2 separate regions of the Capra hircus genome follow, and region 2 is linked to region 1. Evidence: chromatin contacts called from public Hi-C data. All regions are on one chromosome and are shown on one strand. The core of a region is the stretch at or near the end of the contact, and the rest is flanking DNA. Distances in the headings are between cores, read along the strand shown.

What was found. A called contact is a pair of places that touch in the nucleus more often than the background predicts.
Region 2: a Hi-C map of blood shows a contact between it and region 1, with 2.7 times the contacts expected there. The contact joins two enhancer-like sites. A contact is called at or near these places in 2 of 5 Hi-C or Micro-C datasets (both in blood).

What each region holds. Positions count from the first base shown.
Region 1 is chr25:24,711,698-24,716,434 of ARS1.2, reverse strand. It overlaps NSMCE1 (non-structural maintenance of chromosomes element 1 homolog), which reads left to right. Exons shown (of 8, transcript XM_005697624.3): 6 at 331-447; 7 at 1,528-1,648; 8 at 2,094-2,311. The coding sequence ends at 2,173. Among named protein-coding and RNA genes, the nearest start is that of KDM8, 23 kb to the right of the region's middle. Within about 2 kb of position 2,439, at least 3 of the 5 cell types and tissues checked have an H3K27ac peak or open chromatin away from gene starts, as enhancers often do.
Region 2 is chr25:24,920,485-24,925,221 of ARS1.2, reverse strand. GTF3C1 (general transcription factor 3C polypeptide 1) reads left to right here. Exons shown (of 37, transcript XM_018040599.1): 36 at 1,224-1,416; 37 at 2,351-3,384. The coding sequence ends at 2,557. Among named protein-coding and RNA genes, the nearest start is that of TRNAC-GCA, 4.3 kb to the right of the region's middle. Within about 2 kb of position 2,736, at least 3 of the 5 cell types and tissues checked have an H3K27ac peak or open chromatin away from gene starts, as enhancers often do.

The DNA of each region.
Region 1 (4,737 bases), core at 1,190-3,689:
TCACTCCGTGGGGTCACGGCTCCCTTTCCCGGCCTCTGTCCTCATCCAGGAGTGCTGGGGCAGCTCCAGGATTCCTGTCTGTGAAGGCACGAGGATGGTGCTAAGGAAATGTGGGGCAGTGGTCCTCGCCTTGCTTTTCTTTTAGGTCTCACCTAAGTTTTCCCCACTTTAGGCTGTACAAGGGGTCGGTGTGAACGCCTTCGGGGCAAGGGGTGTGCGGACCTTTGCCCCTTCCTGGCTTTGGGCCATGGGAACAGAGGTACCTCCTGGGCGGGAAGCAGGCTGGGTATGCCAGTTCATAAAAGATGCCCCCACCTTGTGTCCCCACAGAAGGAAGGGGAGTTCACCCTGCATGGCCGGGCCATCCTGGAGATGGATCAGTACATCCGGGAGACGTACCCTGATGCCGTGAAGGTCTGCAACATCTGCCGCAGCCTGCTCATCCAGGTGCTCGGGGCCGGGTGGGGCGCACTCTGCAGGGCTCACTCAGGGCCCAGGCCTCACTCAGGGCCCAGGCCTCTGACCACGGGCATCTCCTCAGAAGCATCTGACGACAAGTGCACGAAGGCCTGCTTCTCCCTGGTCCTTCTGCTCTGTCCCAGGCTCTTTTTATTTTTGCCCCCCGCCCTGCTGTGCGCCTTTGCCCAGGACCCCCACTGTCGCCGCAGGGCTACAACGCGTGCTCTCAGAAGTCTGTGTCTCCTATTATCATGGCAGCAACATGCCAACCATCTTTCTGTCTCAGCCACAGATTCCTGTCGTCTGTTGGCCTCTGAGTACATTGTACAGCTTCAGAGCAGAGCAGCTGGACCAGTGCTGGATGATTCTGCTTTTGCCTTTTCGCTTTAGATTTTTTTGATGCCTTTTTTAAGGCCTTCATTGAATTTGTTACAGCGTTGCTTCTGTTTTTCATGGTTCAGTTTTTCGGCAGTGAGGCAGGTAGGACGTCAGCTCCCTGACCAGGGATCGCGCCTGCACCCCCTGTGCTGGAAGGCACAGGAGCCCCAGGGAAGCCCCTGTGTTTCCTCCTTTTTCATTCTCTTTTTGCATTTATCAGTTGCACTGGGCTGGGCCTCTTGGCACATCCATCCTTGGGCACCTAGTGGTTATATTTCCTGGGTTGGAATCCCAAGAGTGGAATTTCTAGAACAGCATGTGCACACGGCTGTTTAAAGCTCTGCCCCACATTGCTGAAGTGCCTTCTGAAAGCCGTGGTCGTCTTCATGCCCCCTCCAGGGCCCACTCGTGCTCAGAGTCCAGGCTTGGGGGCGGCCTTGCTGCTCCAAGGGCCTGACCGCCACCCACTCTGCCCTCCTCTGGCCTCTGGAGCCTTGAGCTTCTTCCCTTTGCACTCACTTGTCAGCTGCTTTACTAAAACCCACTGCACTGAAGACTCAGAGTTGTTCTCATTGTCCGTTTGGGGCCTGGAAGACAAAATTACCAAGCCAGTGGGATGCCTTCTTTGCAGTCCGCTGAAGGGTTATGAACACAGAGATGTGTTCTCAAGCCATCACTTTCTCATTTCAGGGTCAAAGCTGCGAGACGTGTGGAATCAGGATGCACTTACCTTGTGTGGCTAAGTACTTCCAGTCCAACTCGGAGCCGCACTGTCCCCACTGTAATGACTACTGGCCCCACGAGGTGCCAGGTCTGTGTCCCCCAGCCACTTGCTTTCCTCCTGGCCTATGGCAGGGCTGTGTGTATGCCAGAGTGTGAGTGCCCGGCATTGAGGGGGCACCGGGGCGAGGGGCAGACAGGGCACCCCAACAAGGGCTCCATGTGTGTGCGGGCCCCGGGCCCCGTGTACTGAAGTACCTTCTGTGGTCATTGGAGGCCAGCCTGCTTGCTGGCGTTGGTTCCGCAAGGTGCTCTGGAACCCAGCAGAAACCCTGAGACGCGAGAGGGTCTGGTATAGTAGATGCGCTCCCCTGCAGCTGTCTCTGGAGGGGAGGTGAAAGCGCATCCCCAGACGGGCTCATCCTGCCTCCCTGTGGGGTGAACTGTTCCGTGGGACAGAGTCCTCGGCACAGGCTTATGGCTGGGGGCGCCCACCAGCCCCGCCACTCACAGTGCCTTCTGGCTTTTCTGTGCAGAAGTCTTCGACCCCGAGAAGGAGAGGGAGACCGGTATGTCCAGATCGAACAAAAGGTCCTTGCGGTCCCGGCAGCACTAGCCAGGCCGCCGCCTTCGGGGGAGTGACCGCCTGCCCCATTTGGAAGAGAGGCATCAGTTTCACGGTTCACGTGGATCACCTTTTTACCTTTTACGTTTGCTTGTTAACAGGTTTGGAATAAACTTGCTCAGCAGCTTCTGCGGCCTCATCTGGTGGCGCGCCCCTCTCTTGGCACTCACTGAGAGCTGGGGGCCTGGGCTTGGGTCTGGGCTGAGGCTGGCCAAGCGCCTCCTGCCCAGCATGGCCCGAGGCCACTTGCTCAGGGCAGCGTTGCTTTCAGTCCCTAGCTCTGGTCACTGGTCCTACTCACACTGGCCGGCCCGACTTACTGGATGTGTGGGAGCCTTGGCCTTGGGCCCGCCCCACGCCCCACACTCTCCCTGGCCCGAGGTGCACCGGCCTGCACGGCACGAGGCTGCGGGAGGGGCTGTGGCTGTGTGTCATCTCTGGGCGCTCTGCCTCGCCTGCAGCTGCCCCAGGCCTGACCCAGGAAATTGGCCTGGGTGCCGCCTTCCCCTGGGCTTCCTGCATCACGCCTACCACCAAATCCTGTGCAGCCCACCTGCCAGATGGCCCTCAGCCCCACAGCCACCACCCAGGCTGGCCCAGCTCCCCTCCCCTCCGCACTGCTTCCAGATTCTCCCTCAGGGTCACCCTCCCATGGCCCCCGTTGCCCTGAGGCTGACGCCACGCAGGGGCCCTGTGCGTTTCACTGTCCCCCCTCCCACTTTCCAGGGCGTGGTATTTCTCTGTTCCTGGATGAACTTTCCTGCTCCTCACCCTGCAACCTGCACACACGGTCCCTCCGCCTGCCTGCTCTCTCCCCGCGTGTCCTGCCCTTGCCAACACCTATTCACCCTTTAGATCTTGGCGAGGTGGTCACCACCTCCATGCCCGGTCCCCCACCTCCCCGTACATTCTCGACCATCACTTGCCACACTACTTTAATTGCCTGACTCCCCTCCCTTCCAGCCCAGTATCAATCAGGACCCCTTCAGTCATGATACAAAACCCAACTCAGATTGGCCTCAGCACAGAAGGCTAGGGGGCCCTTCAAGAGGTTTGATGCAGTGGGCCCAGGGCGCCCACGCGTCTGCATCGCTGACCCACCCTGTTGTTATGTGTTGGCCTCGTGCTGGGGCTAAAACACGGTCTCAGCAAATCAGCCTCTTTCTTCATGGTAACAAAATGGCCACCATACTTCCAGGACCCGCGCACCCAGTCCCCACCGTCTGGAGGAAGAGGGCAGGTCTGATTTAGTGGCTCCCTCATCTCAGCAAGCATCCAGTCTGCATACTTGTGGAAGTGAAGTGGGAGAGTCCAGGGGGCACTGGTGACCTGGGTCTCCCCTCAGCCACAGGAAGGAGCCCCTCCTGAGCCACATGGCTGAGTGAGGAAGAAGTCGTTTCAGCAAATTGAGTATGATGTTACGGGCAGAGAGGGAACAAGCAGTGGGCACTGAAAGAGTGGGGTGTCCTCCACCCGTGCAGGGAGGGACATTGTGCCCAATTCACCTTTGTCGACGGGTATGGAGTATGACCCAGGTCCAGCCTGGGCCCTGAGGCCCGCTTCCCAGGCGGTGAAAGGTGTTCAGCTGGAGCCCGTGTGAGCCAGGCCGGACCTTGGCCCAGCCTTCTGAGGGCAAATGCAAGCCTTCGTGAAGCCCTGTAGGAGCCCTGACTAGTGGGGGTGGGTGTGTGTGCCAGGCACGCCACAGAAACCACCCCCATCAGCTTACCCAGAAAAGGGATTTCTCACGAGGCTCTGAGGAAGGTCGCTAAAAGCACAGCAAGTCAGGAGAGCTGCTCCAGAAAAGACAGTCTTGGACTCAGGGGTTCTGGCTGGTAAGACCCCTTCCCTAGCCACAGTGGGCACCAAACAGCAGCTCCCACTATTCCGTCCATCCTCTGCTGTGCCCTCAAGATGCAGGTATCCCCAGCTGCTGCACTCCTCAAGGCTGCACCCCTGGGGAGAGGGGGTCCTCCACAGTGCTGTTCCAGGCAAGGGGGCAGGAGGCCGGGGGCCTGGAGCAGAGCAGCACCCTGCGGCCTGCTGCCTGTCCGAGCAGGAGGCTGGGCGGTCGAGGCGGCAGGGTCGCACCCAGCCGGTGCAGAGGAGGCTCTGAGCACCTGCTGCTGGGTGCCGCCCTGCTGCCCTCTCCCCTGTGTGGCCACCAGTGTGAACTTCCTGGGTACCCCAACCCCCAGTTGGCAGGCCCTCAGGGCCCCTGTGACCCCTCCACCTGTCCCCCAGCACAGCCTGTCCTCCACTGCCCAGCGCTCCCACTGGTACCCTGACCGTGTCACCCCAGGGGTCACTGGACCAGGGACACTCACTGCTTATCCGCTCTCGAGCCTCCCCCTTCTGTTCTCCTCACAGGGCAGCTCCAGCAGACCTTGTCCTCCTGTCCTGGGACCATCCAGGCCCTGCTGACCCCACACGCCCTCTCCAGCACTGCGCGGGCCCCTTCCTCACCAAGGTGTTCCTGCCTCAGGGCCCCTGCCCCTGCTGTGGGGAGCACCTTCCTCAAGTCTGTCAGTTCCGGATTCCAGGTCCGTCAGGCT
Region 2 (4,737 bases), core at 1,487-3,986, 210 kb before region 1:
AGAGACCAGGCAGGCGCCCCTTGCCCGAGGTGGACGAGCCCAGCAGTGCTGACGGCTGTAGCGCCCCGTCTGCTGGGAACAGTGGGTGTCACAGAAGTCCAAGGGGTGCCTCCCACAGCGTGTGCATCACCCTCGGCCTGAAGGGCTGTGTTCTCCCGGCTCAGATTGGGCAGGCCCAGTCACATAGTCAGAGCCAGGTGTCCAGCCAGCCTGGGGTCCCACACTGGGACTCTGTGTGGCAGACCTGTCGCCGCTTTCGTTTTTAGTAAAAACCTTCTAAACCAGTCAGACTTCCCCGGTTGCTCAGACGGTGAAGAATCTGCCTGCAATGCAGGAGATGTGGGTTCAGACCCTGGGTCGGGAAGATCCCCTGGAGAAGGGCAACCCACTCCAGTATTTTTGCCTGGAGAATCCCATGGACAGAGGAGCCTGGCAGGCTACAGTCTATGAGGTTGCAAAGAGTTGGACATGCCTGAGCAACTAACACTTCTAAACCAGTCACTGCTTTAGTTTTTAGTAGAAACCTTGTGAGGAAAGTGCCCAGAACCCCCGAATACAGCACAGAAGCAGAGCTTCTGCATACAGACCTATGAGCTTGGTCAGAAGGGGATGCAGCCATTTGTTGTTGTTGTTGTTAATGAAAGTAAGCTCTATGATGCCAAGTAATAAACACAGAGATGCAGACAGCCCCATTTTCTTCCAGATGTTTGGGGTCAACTTATAGCAAAGGCAGAAGTGAAGCCTGCTTTCAGTCTTAGGGAAGGCTCAGGGGTTAGGCTTGGTTTGGGAGGTTGACTCTTTTCTTCTGCATTTATAACTTGCGCGTTTTAGAATTTATTTCAGAGCACCAATAGTCATGCAAATGCTTAAGCAGAAAAGAAGTTACATTAAGCAGAATTCACACTGTATAGTAAACGAGGGGACCAGCTACTAGGTAAAGAGTCCCGTCAAGTCTTCCCTACAAAAGAAAAAAAAAAACCTGCAGGTTCTATCAGGTCCCAGAAGAAGCTGGTAAATCTAAAAGTCCTGGCTTTTCCCTGCCCCACCAGTGTGGGGTGATGAGGGGGCTGGGGCCCATCCCTCCAGGCGGCAGGAGAGCTGGAGGCGGAAGAACAGGAGGGAAGTGGTCCCCAGCCCCTGCCAAGGTGGGGCCACGTGGAATCAGCTGTCTCCCCTCCCCCACTAAGCCTGATGCCTGTGTCCCCCGCCCCCACCCGCCGCAGGGACTGTGAGAGCGTGCGCTTCATCGGGCGCCCGTGGCGTATCGTGGACGGCCGCCTGAATGCGCCGGTGGTCAAGGGCATGATGGAGGCGGTGCTGTATCACATTATGACCAGGCCCGGCGTGCCCGAGAGCTGCCTGCTGCAGCACTACCAGGGCGTCCTGCAGCCGCTGGCCGTGCTCGAGCTGCTCCAGGTGAGCCTCTCGGTGGGGAGGGCGCGCGCTGGGTCCCGGCCCCACTGCACCTTTCCCCTTCCGCAGTCTCAGAGGGCGGGGGCCATGGGCACGTGGGCTGAGCTCTGGGGTCGGCCACTGCTTACCGGCTCAGCCCACAAGGGTGCAATGGCCTCCTCGCAGGGAGCCAGCTCCTCAGAAAAGTCTTGGGCCCCTGGTATCCCCCCCGCCACCCCCAAAGCTTACTCCTGCCCCACTGCCCTCCGAGGTCACTGTGCCGGCCGAGCCCCACACCAATTTCCTTCCTCCTGCATCTGCTCTTCAGCGCTGCCAGCACCCAGCCCCAGTTCTCAGCACTCAGCCTCCCACAGCCCCCACCCCTGCCCCGGGTTCCCACCCCAGCTGTCCCTCCCAGGTCCTCCTTCAGCCCCGAGCTGCTGCCTAGGCTTACATAGAAACATCCACGGGGTCTTATCTCTGACCCTTTCTCAAGACCAGGGCTCAAGGGCTTGCATGCCCACGGGGACCGACAGGTAGGTGAGTGACCAACCCTCATGGGTGGCCGGGAGAGCTGGTGAGGTGCCCACAGTCTCCTAAGGGCAGCTCGGCTTGATGGCCGCCCAGGGCTCCGGCTGTGTGTGCACAGGAGTTCCAACTCCTCGACAGAAGCAGGAGCAGGAAGTTCAGTGTGCATTTCGCCACACTTCACAGCAGATCTGGGCCAAACAACCCCATCTGGAAGCCAGTCTGCAGCCCCTGCTCAACACGGGGCCGCTGTATAAATGCTGTCCACGCCCTTCTCTCTCACACGCTGGGCTCTTGCTTAAACCTGCCTGGTCAATCCCTGCTCGTCTCTCAAGGTCACCCTCCTGTGTCTGTTCTGGGAGGCCGCTCTGGGTACAGAGAACGTGGTCCTTAAATGCCCCTGGAAACCGGTCTGTCTGTGCCATTGCAGGGGCTGGAGACCCTGGGCTGCATTAAAAAGTGTGTGCTGAGAAAGCCCGCGGCCGCCTCGCTCTTCTCGAAGCCGCCAGTGGGAGAGGCGCCGCTGAGCCCAGACGAGAGCCCCGTGGTGTTCTACGAGCCCACGCTAGACTGCACCATCCGCCTCGGCCGCGTCTTCCCCAACGAGGTCAACTGGAACAAGTGGGTCCACCTCTGAGGCCTGTGTGGTCCTGGCGAGCCTCCCGAGAGTTCTTTCCTGGGGGCCCTCTGCCCATGTGTGGGGGTGGCCTGGCAAGGTCGGGACCCAAGGATTCCTGCATCCCACCCATGGGAACACTGTGTGCCCAGCCCGGCCCTGGCTGTGGTTTCTGGCCTGGAGCTCTGGGCGGAGGACCAGCTGGCCGCCTGCTCCCAGCCTGTCCACAGCTGGCCTTCAGGACTCTGCTTTGTCACCCCCGGAGCTGGGTGGGGGAGCTCAGAGATGCCGCTCCTCGCCTGTTCTCCTCCTGTTTCCAATCTCTCTGGATCCTGGGTTGTGGTGAGGGCCCCCGGTGGGCTGGTCCTCCAAGGGCTTCTGAGACGATCCTGCCCTTCAGGAGCAGAGCCACCTGCCCAGGTCCTGAGCTTTCTCTGTGGACATCTGCCCGCTGTCCAGTGAGGGGTCAGAAGCTGTGGGCCTTGGGGGTCTGCCCCATCCACACAGACTCACGTTCCAGCTTCCGGCCACCCCATCATGGAGGACTCTCCATGTTCCCCAGAAACCCCCCCTTGGTCTGAGGGACAGGGCCTCGTGGGGACATGTCATAGAGCACAGGCTGGGTAACCCCCTGCCAAGGCTGTCACTGAGACTTGTTCCTCTGGAGGCAGGACCCCTGACTGCTGAGCCTGCAAGCCACCTGCAGGCCTCCTGCCACCTGGAAGCGGGGAGTCCTTACAGGTTTGGAGTTTGTCTTTTTTTTTTTTTTTTCAGCCTCTTTCCTTATTAAAAAAAAAACCCTGGCATGTATTTATATGTTTTTTTTAATTAAAGCGAAGTAAAACGCATTTCGTTTTGTATTTCCTAAAGAATCTTTGATCCCCCAGGGGCCTGTTGTTTTCCACCATGGAACAGCCAGGAATAGACGTTATCGGTAAAACCCGAGGAAGAGGTGGGTACTGGGGGTGAGCTTGGCTCAGCCCGTCCCGGCACTGCCTCACCGCACGCCACTGCCTCGAAACCCTTCCTCCTACTCAGCCAGGCCCCGGCCTCTCCCTTAACAGGCATCCGGCTGCACTCAGGCCAGGCCTGTGGCCGGGCGCACGGCCTGCGATGCCGGCAGGCTGCTGAGGTCGAAGCCTGGAGCGTGGAGTCGGCCCACGGCTGGTCTCTTTCACTCAGTGTTTCTTTGTTGTTTTTTAGTTAGTTACCAACATTTCTTTACAATTGGAGGTTTCACATTCTTTTAAAATCCAGATCTTTGTCTTCTCTGGAAAGACCTAGAACTACCGCATGTAACAGCCCCAGGTATGGGACATCCCCCCCAGCCATGGCTGGCCCTCCCCCAGGCCAGGCCTCAGGCCCACCAGAGCTCCTCTCACTTTAACCTGCAGCTCATGGCCTGGCCCACCTGGCAGCCTTGGGTTTCCAGCTTCTCTCTGCCAGGGACCTGGTCCCCAGGCCAGACTCCAGGGTGATGGGGCAGAGGACAGGAGGCATGGGGTCCGGAGTCTTGAGAGTGAACCACCGCCCCCAGCACTGCCAAGACCTGGCCAAGTTTTGGCATCTTTTTTTTTTTTATTCCTTCTTTATTCGTTTTTACTCTAAAGTAAAAAAATAGCATTTGGGGTGATCTGGGGTAATCAAGTAGAATAATGGATATGGTTTGCTTTGTAAACAGAAAATACAGATGCTGATTATGTGGGAATGCATTGCGTGGCGGGAGGAAGGTAGGGTTGATGTCCCGTCCCAGAGCCTTGTTTTTCTCACCTGAGAAATGGGGATAGACTGTCCCCCTCACAGGAGGGCCAGATGAGCTGAAGAACACCAGGGACAAGCACGTAGTAGGACTCAGTCAAGTCTGTTTCCTTCCCTGTATCCCCAGATTGAGGGACAGTCTGGGCACGTGTCTAGGAGATGGACACCTGGGCGAGGAGTCAGCTCTCCAGTGGAGAGAGGGGGTTTCTGTGACCCTCATTCCCACATCTAGGCATCCTGTGCAAGGATGACTTCCTTCCCTCCCTCCCCCGACCCATCCCATCAATCTGTCCGTGTGTCCATCCACCCCCTCAGCTAGCCCCCATCCAAGGTAGCTCTCTGCCTTGCCAAGCTCTGCACCCAGGGTTTGCAAAACCAGAAGTGTAGACCAGAAGCTATGAGATCAGATGGCTTCAGGGCCAGGCAGGTAATATAAAGTGGCC